Linked DNA regions of Hordeum vulgare: region 1 is linked to region 2. Evidence: chromatin contacts called from public Hi-C data. All regions are on one chromosome and are shown on one strand. The core of a region is the stretch at or near the end of the contact, and the rest is flanking DNA. Distances in the headings are between cores, read along the strand shown. Region 1 holds the start of LOC123449482 (ABC transporter G family member 22-like). Region 2 holds the start of LOC123446986 (mavicyanin-like).

Region 1 (6,142 bases), core at 841-3,340, 400 kb after region 2:
GGGACGCCCAAGAGATCCTCGTCGGTCGTCTTGACATTTGTGGTGATGGGTGGATGAGAGAGGACCCGGCTAGTGGTGGTCATGACACGCCAGTGAAGGGAACACGAGGAGACGAAGGATCGGGACTCTAGGGGAAGGCGACGGCGAGTGTCGTGATGCCGGAGAGAAGCCTAGAGTCGCCGGAGTTTGAGAAGACTCGCCGGCTCTCAGAACAGGCCAGACGCCGTTGTTTTTTTTTTTTAGGCAAAGACGGCGTTGGTGTTGCTGTTGCACTCTCGCTCGCACGTCACCTGGCCCAAAGAAGGCCCAGCCACAGGGGCCCAGACCCTTACTTGCCAAGCCCCAGCCACAGCTCGCCACTTATTCCAAAAAAAAACTAAAAGAAAAAACTTATTGAGAAACAAAAACGAGATCGCCACTCACTATTTACCGTGTTCTAAAAAAAGATGCTCACTATTTTCCCAAATAAACAAAAAGGTGCACCAAAAATAAGCTAGCGAGAAAAAAAAGAAAAACACGTCACTCATTTTCAAGAAAAAGAAGAAGACTCTCACTCTAGTCAGACAGACAGGCACAGGCACAAGACAAAGACATCACGTAGCGAGTGACAATCTAACTACTTGGAAAAACATTGCAATGATAGACTGACAAGTCAAGCTACTTCCAGCCTCTATCACAAAAGAAAAAAAAGGAGCCTTCACTTAATTAGACGAGGCAGCTGGCGCTGGAGGCCACCTTTTATCTTGCCGGCAAGCAAGGGCAGAAACAAGAGCCACGAGATCGACGAGGACAGATTAGCAGGATAACCGTGAGTCGTGCCTAGCTAATTAAGCCCTCCTTTATTAGCCGATGGACACTTCTGACAGGCGACGGCCATGCATGGGCTACACGTACGTACGTGACGTACCTGTGGCATGGGCTACACGTACGTACCTCGTGCATGCACCTCCCATGCATCCATCGTGTTAGGCCACGCGACACGATTTGATTATTGAGGGATTATCCGTTGCAGGGCCTAATTAATGAGCGGTAAACTAAGCATGCTTGCCCTACTCTAGCTATGGCTAGCGGCTACCTTTGCTAGGGTTAACAATAACTAACTGGGTATGGAGCTGGCTGGTATGTGAAGTTACCTGCGCTTGAGGGACTTGCCGAACGGCTCGTCGTTGTAGGAGATGCAGCCGTCGGCGGCGGTGGCCCGGCCGCCGAGCATGCTGAGCAGCGTGGTCTTGCCGCTGCCGGAGGGCCCCATCATCGCCAGCACCTCGCCGGGGCTCGCCGACCCCGATATCCCGCTCAGTATCTCCCTCGGCGTCCCCTTCACCGCCACCCTGTACTTCACCTCCGAAAACTGCATGCATGGATGCATGGCAATGGCCGCCCCGGCCGGCGCACTCGGTTTAGTTTAGGAGACAGTTGCTTTTTTCTCTGCTTTGGTAGTACGTAGTAACTAGGAAGTGGAGTAGAGCACGTACGTACCTTGAGGTATATGGGCAGGGTGGGCTCTGCCATGAGGCTCTTGCGGCGCGTGGTGTCGGCGGCCTCGAGGTCGACGTCGTCGTCGCTGAAGGGCGCGAGCTCGGCGGAGGACATCATGTCCTGGGGCGGCGGGGTGAAGCCGGTGAAGGTGAAGGAGAAGCCGAGGCTGGCGCTGGAGGCGCGGCTGAGCGCGGCGCCGCTGCTGACGAGGTCCTCCATGTCCAGCTTCAGCTGCGCGCTCCGGGACTTGCGGATGTGGCTGCGGCCGTGGCTGTTCCCGCCGGCGCCGCTGCCGCCCGACGCGGACCGCTTCCCGAAGCTGGACTTGCGCGACAGGCTGGCCGCGTCGGCGGTGCTGCTGAGGACCGTCTCCGCCGACGCCGTCCGGCTGAGCGACTGCGCCGTGGACGCCGACGCCGGCGCCGGCGGCAGCTGGTCCGACTTGCTCCGCCCGATCGCGCCGCCGTTGCCGTCCGCCGTCGGCCGCTCCATGATCGAGTCCTTCGCCCGGCCTACCTCCACCGCCAGCTCGTACTACGGCTAGCTAGCTGTAGGAGCTAGCTTTTACGCTTGAGAGACAGACAGGTAGGTGCAACTGTAGCTTTTACACGAGCCGTGGGAGGCGATATATACATACGGCCGGGGAGGCGGGGAGGAATGGACGAGCAGCTGAGGTGAGCTGCATGGTGGGCGGGACGACGTGGACGGTGGCGGGGAGGGCGACGTGCGGGAGCGGGCGGAGGCAACGGAGGGGCGGAGGCGCGCCAGCGCAGCGGCCGCGCATTGATGGCGCTGGAAAGTGGGGGTGTGGCTGGGCGCGCCCGGGCTGCCACCCTCCGCACATGTCCCCCCTCACGACGCCGTATCTCCCAGGGCACCCGGCGGCCCGGCTGGAGGCGCCGCGCGTACCAGCGGCGCCGCGCGATGCGACGGGCCCGTCGCCTTCGCCGCCAGCGCCCAAGCCAATCCGTCTGGCTAGTAATCTATCGGAGCCTATCCTCGTGCCCGTGCTCGTGCGCGTGCCTGCCTGCTGCTTTTTCATGGATGGATCGGCTCGTTTGGAGGTAATTTTCTTTTGAGGAGAGTACATCATCGTCATCGAGAAACTGGGTCGACACATCATTCTAAGATTAACAAAGTCGTCACATACATCTTCGTATTCGACAGAAATGTCTCCTCACACTGAAATCGTACAATACTGAAAGACTTGAAATAAATCCAGAAAAATACAAGCATCAATATCAAATTTAGGATTTAATCGATCGGCGCCGATCATCGTGCCCGTGCTCGTGCGCGTGTGCCTGCTGCTTTTTCATGGATGGATCGGCTCGTTTGGAGGTAATTTGTTTGTTAACGACGTGGACGCATGCATGCACGCACGCACGCGTGACGTGCCCGGTGACCTCACGCACGGCTCGACAAATCAAGCATTTCTTTTTTGCATGGAACAGCCAACGGTTGCACGGCTGACCCCAGTCGGAGTCCAAGTACTTCATCATCACACTCACGTACAGTACGAATGCCCCTGGTTTTCTGCTTCCCATAATCATCACACGTACAGCGCAATTAATCGGCCATCGATCACGTGGGCTACTCGTACATACAATGGTGGACCGACCGTGTTTCCATCGATCGGGGCTGAGTTTCCTCGGTCGGCAAACCTGGTTGGACGGCGAAGGGAAAGTGGTATCACCAGCTTATCAGGATTCAAGTCCTGGTGTTTGTATTATTTTTAAATTTATTTTAAATTTTTCAACGATAAGGGCCTCTTTGATTCGTAGGATTTTCAAAATACAGGAATATGAAAAACGTAGGAATAAAGTGACATGTCCTTTTCTACACTACAGGATTTGAAAGTGTGTTTGATAGCACAGGAAAAACAAAAGAATTCTACAAAGAGGTTTGAGTGGATGGAAATTTTCCTCCAAAATGTAGTACAAACGAATCTTATGAAAAAATTCCAAAGGATTTCAATCCTACGAATCAAACGACCATCGTAGGAAAAAATCCTAAAGATCCAAATCCTTTAAAAATCCAATGAAATTCCTTTGTATCAAAGGAGCCCTATTTTTCAGTAAGAGAAGACGTTTTTGTCGATGACGAAGCATTTATGATGACTTCGTAAAATCTTAAGTATTAAAAAAAAGTTTCCTCGATCGCTCATTCGCATTCCTGTTACGTACTGACGAGACTTTGGATTACCAATGCACTGTCGCATCCTAGCAGCGGCTAGACTGAGGCCTTGGATTTCATCTTCACAACGAAGGTATTGGACTATTGGTCATGGAGAGGAGGAGCACACACAAAGTTATGTTGGAAGTAGGTAGATGTACGTACGCGCCTTTGTGCTCTCCAAAATAATCATACACGAAACTCAATTGTTCGTGTGAATTTCAACTATCAACTCTATAACTGTGTTAAACTCAAAACTGTTATTTTTTCTTTGATAAATGACATTTCATTGTTATCAAGGTGATACAACTATATTAAAAGAATGTTCGGCCTTTGCATAATATGATGCACACAACCAACAAGTCTAAATGACCGAAAAATAAACATTGTTTTGCAGAAAAAATAAAATAAAATCAATCGAGCCTATGGTGGGATATATCCTATCCGAAGATTACACCGCCACCCATGGAGAAAACCTCCCTGTCCGTACGCTCCAGCCGTGTAAACGCCATCATAGAAAGGTCTCTATCCTCCGGCATTTGCAGGATAGACCAAGTATGAATTCATTGTGTACAGGCGTGAATAACTTGCACAGGAGAAGAAACACATTTATTACTAAAAACCACATAATTCTTGGTAAGCAACAATCCCCAACATAAGGAAGCCGCCATCACAAGAATATGTGAAGAAAATTGTTTATCCATATTCCGCAACCAGTCTTCGAACATGTTACGTGCACTGCATGAGGGGTATAGATTTAAAGCTACTTGAACAGTGACCCATACTGCTCGAGTGGACTTACACTTAAAAAATAAGTGTTTAATAGACTCGATATGGTGACAAAAGACACATGTCTTACTCTCTTACTACCCTGTCAGTTACGTCGTGCCACGTTATCTTGACTTAGGCTTAGAAATCAGAGAAATATCTTGACCCCTAGAGGTATTTTTAGCTTACACAATTTTTTATTGTCAACCTTACATAATTTTTTGTTGTCAACTGAAATATCACTATGAGCCATCGCATCGTACAAGGAATTCACTGAAAAATTGTCATTTTGATGCAGCTTTCATCGAAACTTGTCCGGCTCGCTTGTCAGTTGAACTTCCTCCAGACGAGAGAGTAATTCAATCCATACTATCAGGTGAAGGCCAAAGAGTTCCCTACGAAAAGAAATATCGGGGTTTTGTTTTCCCAAAACTTGTTTGATCGTGGAAAATTTATGTGTGACAATCCTGTACAAGCTTGAGTACTGTACCATTAGTGGGTGGTGCCTAGCCAAGTATCTTCCAAGAATCAAACCGGAGAATCATCCCTGACGGAGAATATACCAAATTGAAAAAAGAATTCTTCGACCTTCATGACATCATACCAAAATGTGAATCACCACGTGTTCAATGAACTTGAGAAATGGTTTTCGACTCCACATATTTGTTACGAATGATTTCTTGCCACACTTCATTTTCAGTGAGTAATTTGTACACCCATTTACTCAGAAGAGCGGTGTTTTTAATCTCAAGATCTTGAATTCCAGGGCCCCCTTGACTTTTAGGGCGGCATAATACAATCCACCTAGCCAACCGATATTCCTTGGATTCGATATCGCATTGCCAAAAAAATTGGATTTAATGTAATCTAGACGTTGAAGAACCACTTTCAGTAAGTGGAAGAAAGAGAACATGTATAGAACCATATTGCTAAGGACGAAATTGATCAAAATCAATCGCCCCCATATGAGAAGAGTTTGGCCTTCCAGCTAGCTAGCCGTTTCTCAAGTCTCTCTTCCACACACTTCCACTCAGTGGTAATTAGGCACCGATAGTGAATCGGCCTATCGAGACATCGAATCAGAAACTGCCCGACCAGAGAGCTCCTCAAATGCGCATAATAGCAGCTTGAGGTTTTTTTGCTTTATCTAGGTCATTATCCATAAAAAAGATAGTGTCATCTGCATATTGTAAAATAAATTGACCTTCTTCTACCAGATGGGGAATAACACCACCAATATGACCGGACACCTTAGCCCTCTCAACAGGGATAGCTAACATATCACCCGGGATGTTGAACAAAAGAGAGGATGTGGGTTTCCGTTGGCGAAGCCCCTTCTTGGTCTGAAAATAGTTGCTAACATCATCGTTGACTTTGATAGCTACACTACCTCCAGAAATAATGCTCTCTACCCACCGACATCATTTTGACGAGAACCCCTTCATGCGTAAAGTTTGCAAGGGCCATTTTACTTTATCATAGGCCTTTTGAAGTCAATTTTCAGGATGACTCCGCTCAACTTTTTACAGGGAAGCTCATGTACAACTTCATGCAACACAATCACTCCATCTAGTATTTTGCATCCTTGCATAAACATTGTTTAAGTGAGTTTGACTACATGGTTAGCCAACCCATTCAATCGATTTTTTGCAACATTTGTAAAGATTTTAAATCTGACATTTAGGAGGCAAATTGGTCGATATTGTTGAATACGACTAGCCTC
Region 2 (5,945 bases), core at 1,117-3,616:
ATGGACAAGACCCAAACTATGAACGTAGCATATTGATCGTGTCATTTTATTGATATAGTTTTCTGCGTGTCAAGTATTAGTTCCTATGACCATGAGATCATATAACTCACTGACACGGGAGGAATGCCTTGTGTGTATAAAACGTCACAACGTAACTGGGTGACTATAAAGGTGCTCTACAGGTATCTCCAAAGGTGTCCGTTCGGTTAGTATGGATCAAGACTGGAATTTGTCACTCCGTGTGACGGAAAGGTATCTCGGGGCCCACTCGGTAATACAACATCACACACAAGCCTTGCAAGCAATGTGACTAAGTGTAAGTCACGGGATCTTGTATTGCGGAGCGAGAAAAGAGACTTGCCGGTAACGAGATTGAAATAGGTATGCGGATACCGACGATCGAATCTCGGGTAAGTAACATACCGAAGGACAAAGGGAATGACATACGGGATTGCCTGAATCCTTGACACTGAGGTTCAACCGATGAGTTATTCAGAGAATATGTAGGATCCAATATGGGCATCCAGGTCCCGCTATTGGATATTGACCGAGGAGTACCATGGGGCATGTCTGCATAGTTCTCGAACCCGCAGGGTCTGCACACTTAAGGTTCGGCGATGTTTTAGTATAGTTGAGTTATATGTGTGGTTACCGAATGTTGTTCGGAGTCCTGGATGAGGTCACGACGTCACGAGGGTTTCCGGAATGGTCCGGAGACGAAGATTGATATATAGGATGACCTCATTTGATTACCGGAAAGTTTTCGGGCATTACCGGGAATGTACCGGGAGTGAAGAATGGGTTCCGGATGTTCACCGGGGGGGGGGGGGCAGCCCACCCGGGGAAGCCCATAGGCCTTAGGGATGCCGCACCAGCCCTTAGTGGGCTGGTGGGACAGCCTGAAAGGGCCCTATGCGCAGGAGATAGAAAATCAAAGAGAAAAGAAAAAGAAAAAAAAGAGGTGGGAAGGAAGGAAAGGACTCCACCTTCCAATCCTAGTTGGACTAGGATTGGAGGTGGACTCCTCCACCTCCTTGACCGGCGGACCCTTCGGGTCTTGGACCCCAAGGCAAGCCTCCCCACCCCTCCTCCTATATAGTGTGAAGGTCTAGGGCTGATTTGAGACAACTTTGTCACGGCAGCCCGACCACAAAACATCACGGTTTTTCCTCTAGATCGTATTTCTGCGGAGCTCGGGCGGAGCCCTGCAGGAGTAGATCCTTCACCACCACCGGAGCGCCGTCACGCTGCCGGAGAACTCATCTACTTCTCCGTCTTGTTTGCTTGATCAAGAAGGCCGAGATCATCGTCGAGCTGTACGTGTGCTGAACGCGGAGGTGCCGTCCGTTCGGCACTAGATGGGAGCGGATCGTGGGACGGATCGCGGGACGTTTCGTGGGACGGTTTACGGGGCGGATCGAGGGACGTGAGGACGTTTCACTACATCAACCGCGTTTCTTAACGCTTCCTGCTGTGCGATCTACAAGGGTATGTAGATCCAAATCTCCTCTTGTAGATGGACATCACCATGATAGGTCTTCGTGCGCGTAGGAAATTTTTTGTTTCCCATGCGACGTTCCCCATCATTGATTGAACATCTGTGAGGGGTTAAAAGGGACAACAATGTTGGATTGTAATATTTAAACTTTTTAAAATATGAAATATTGTTGCATGCGGCTATTTAAACGTGTATACTCTATGTATACGAGTATTTGAACGTGCAAATTTTTAAAAAGTTTGGGAAGCCGAAAGCATACGGGCAACGTTAGATAGCCGGATCCTGCATCCATATCCGCGGTTTGGCCCTCCCGTCTGTATACGGTTGTAGAAGAAATTTTTTGGGGCGACGTTGAAGATGCCCTTATCTGCAAACCCCCTCCTAAATTTCCTACGCAGGAGATAATACATTTGTCTTCCAAGGACGAAACCTTCGCCCCGAACTAGGAGATCCAGGTTTTTTTCAAAAGGACCAGCATGTGCTGGCTATTTCATTTGCATTAGCAGAAAGCAGCGGGAAAACATAAGGTGATGAGGGTCCGAGGACCAGGAGAAATAAGAAAGAAAAAAAAAAGGAAAAATAATAACTGAAGATCCAGCCGGTGGACGAAAGTATGAGCGGCATTCCATTGCGCAGCTACACGAGCTAGAAAGTCAAAGGTGCTTCAGCATGAGGCAGAACAAACTGTGAAAAGGTCAGCGCTCAGCAGGCCACCAACCCAAGCCCGGCCGTGTATGACCAAGTACGTGCTAGTAGTGGCTTTTGTTCAAACGCGTATGACTATTCAACCCCAAAATCCAATATCCAAATGCCATTCCACCAACCCATCTCGCTAGGCGCATGATTATATATAAAGCGCACGGCAGCACAAACACAGCAGCAACTCAACCCCCGCTAAGCATCAGCCTTCTACCTCCTCTGCTTTGCATTCCTCCTTCCAGTTCCAACCGCAATCAATGGCTGCCATGAAGATCGCCCTCCTTGCCGTGGCTGCGATCTCTGCACTCTTACTAGGCACCGCGTCGGCGGCGACCTACGGCGTCGGCGAGCCCGGCAGTTCGTGGGCCCTCGGCACCGACTACAGCAAATGGGTGTCCAACAAGAAGTTCCATCCAAATGATGAAATCGTCTTCAAGTACTCGACCCCGACGCACGACGTGGTCGAGGTCAGCAAGGCCGGCTACGACTCCTGCAGCGCCGCCAACGCCATCAACACCTTAACCTCCGGCAATGACGTCATCACCCTCAACACCACCGGCACCCGGTACTTCATCTGCGGCGTCCCTAACCACTGCAGCCCCACCAGCGCCGCCAGCATGAAGGTCGTCATCGAAGTGGTGCCGGCTTCCTCCTCGCCATCGTCACCCATGCCTGCAGCGGGTCCCGACGCGAGCAACCCGCCACCACCCTCCTCTACCGCATCCTCCGTCGGGGCCACAGCAGGATTTGGCCTCGTCGCCCTACTGTCGGCCGGTCTCATGGCTTAGAAATTATAATGCATATTTCGGCTGCATGCCGAACGCACATAGGAGTATGAGCTTACTGTTTGACTAGTTATTACTGGCGAATATATACATGTATTCTTGTTTAGAGCGAAGATGTAAGAACTACTCCTTTGTATCTCTCATGTTTGTATGTAATCTACTAGTCTTTAGGCATTTCATTTTCGTATTTGTTTTGGAGGTTAAGTTAATAAAGGTGCACCATTACATGCCTAGCAATAGCAACACCGTTTAGTGTTATATATATACATCAATCAACGTCATGAAATAATAGGCACGCGTTGGAAAGCGAGGAGAAGCCGCCTCCCGGACTTCTTTTAACATTGACACTTGAGATATGGACAGAAGAAGCAATAAGATCAGATTTTTTGTGAAAATATTAGTGCATAGATAATACATGTTAAATCAACTTAGTTGTGGAAATACTAGTCATGCCAACAAACTTGGAGAAGGTGCACGGGAGGTAAGTTGGATGGAAGTAGAACATCCTTCCGGCAGAAAACTGCGCGAGCGCTTCCTGCCTTTTGTTCATAGGGTCAACGGCAAGCACCCATGCCCCTTTGTGTCCTCAGCCTTAACACTTGGACCTCATGTAGTTAGGATGTAAGTGCGTGGGACTTGTCCATATTGGCCATCACTTTTTACGTGGGATTAAGTGATAGCCCAGTTAATTTTTATGCGGGACTTATAGCGTCCATATACTGTTTATATACTGCAACATTCATACTTTTTCAGATAAAAATACTCTAAAACTCTCTTCAGAAAAAATAGACTTTCTAAGATAAAAATAATGTCCATATACTGCAACAATATAGACTTTCTCAGAGAAAAATACTCCGAATCTCTCTTCATATTAAATATTTATCTACAGCTTACACTCTCTCAGATAATAATTAAACTAAAGGATAAAATCCATACTTTCATAGTACAAGAAAGAGCAAAATCCACAAAGCAACAGCAACTTGCACCATGAATCAAGCATTTTTCTTCGCAGATGAAATGTATGCTTCCATCTACCACCTCAGCAACTCTTCCATCCTACCATGTATGCCTCAACCTGAGTCTACATCTGTAAAAGTTGGCATGGTTCACACAATTAAACTACAGTTCATAGGAATTAATATATCATAATAACACTTTGCTGGGCAGTGAAACTAAATTAACTGCTCTCAAAGACTCAAATAGTGCAGCCAAGCAGAACAAATAGACTCAATCTTTATCTTTTTCAGTTTTCATGTACTTGCTTAGAAGCATAGAAAGAAAATTCAAGTTTGGTAAATATATTCTAGAGTCTAGACAAGAAACTTGAAAGTAAATTCGTAGTGTACACATACCTCAGTTAATAGTAGTGGTCTTCCTGAACAATGTCACATTAAACATCATATCTATACTAATCTTGGAGGCACATCAAAGCTTCGACAGTCTTGTTGTTCAGTCTACTTCGATAAGATAACGCTTGGACATTTTTTTACAGAAGATTTAAGCAGCAAAACAAATTCAAACAGTGTAAATCTGAGTCGAGAAAGATAAATTGCACACTTGAATTAGATTATATTTTCACGCAACCTTGAAACATGTACTCCCTCCGTTCCTAAATATAAGTCTTTCTAGAGATTTCACTGATAAACTACATACGGATGTATATAGACATACTTTAGTATGTATATTCATTCATTTTGCTTTGTATGTAGACGGCTAGTGAAATTTCTTAAAAGACTTGTATTTAGGAACGGAGGGAGTATGACAAAAAATACAGTCCATTACTCTAACTACTTATATGTAAATATCAGCAAAAGTACTATATGCAATTATGCGTGCAGTGAAAATGAACAAAGTGTAGCAGTATCATGCAATACCTACTCAAGCGAGGTTGATTACAGGGACTAGAACATCAATCAATCAATCGATCTAGCAAAAATGCAGAGCAAGTTGCCAGGAATTCAGCGGACTGTCCCTCCCTCATCTCCACAATCTTCAGTACTAGCTAGCTGTTCCATGAAACAATCACACATGTAGATCGAGAACATCAGCGTCGACGTCCCATGGCAAGGTAGCCGATGAGCCACGAGAGGTCGGCCAACACCTTGTGCCTGTCGCTATGCCACGGTGATGTGGACGAACAAGAGGGATACGCCCGGTGCGGTGGCGAGCACAGAGGAGACCTGAGACCTCGATGGTAGCGCCAGTGCTGGTCGAAGCCACGGTAGCGGTAACCTCGCTGCAGCTGCAGATGTATGCTGCCGTGCTCAAGAACATAGGAATCTTTTCCCTCGAAGAGGCAAATCTTAAGCGAAGAGTTATAAGCCTTGCCGCGTTAGTGAGGGCAAGGAAAAAAACAAAGCTCGAGGATGAAAAATCTGAAAGAGGGAGACGCCAACACAACAAAAATTCATCTTAGAGTCAATGCAAGAAGGAAGAATTTTTTTCATCCATGGGCTGAAATCGGGACAGGGCTGGATCACCTCACATGACGAAAAGAAAAAAGTGGTTCAAGCTCATTTTAAGGAAATACTGCACAAGGACCCACAACAAGTACGTGATTTCTACTGGGATGCCCTTTACTTTGACGATTGTGATCTTTCTATCTTGAAAGGTAATATTACAGAAGCGGGAAGTGTTGGTGGCCATAACACAATTGCCCAGGGATAATGCTCCAGGGTCAGACGGGTTCACATGTGCATTCTCCAAATCATGTTGGACGATCATCAAGATGGACATGATGAGCGCTATTAACTCCTTCCCAACCTGTAGACCACGAATCTGCATTGGCTAAACTCGGCCTCCCTAAGAAGGAAGAGGCAGAGCAGATTGCAGATTTCCGTCCAATCAGCCTTATTCATGCCTTCGCCAAAATAATTGCCAAGATCATGGCCATTCGGCTAGCCCCTTTCATGACCGTTTGGTTTTCAGGGCGCAAAGCGCATTCATCAAGACTAGAAGTATTC

Evidence for each region. Hi-C and Micro-C count contacts between places; a contact is called where the count stands out from the background.
Region 1: a contact with region 2 is called in a Hi-C map of leaf, with 2.6 times the contacts expected there. The contact joins the promoter of LOC123449482 here to the promoter of LOC123446986 in region 2. A contact is called at or near these places in 2 of 6 Hi-C or Micro-C datasets (both in leaf).

The regions. Positions count from the first base shown.
Region 1 is chr4H:555,526,291-555,532,432 of MorexV3_pseudomolecules_assembly, forward strand. LOC123449482 (ABC transporter G family member 22-like) reads right to left here and starts at 2,091. Exons shown (of 9, transcript XM_045126722.1): 1 at 1,480-2,091; 2 at 1,134-1,351. The coding sequence starts at 1,971.
Region 2 is chr4H:555,121,413-555,127,357 of MorexV3_pseudomolecules_assembly, forward strand. It overlaps LOC123446986 (mavicyanin-like), which reads left to right and starts at 2,367. Exons shown (of 1, transcript XM_045123536.1): 1 at 2,367-3,215. The coding sequence starts at 2,455. The coding sequence ends at 2,985.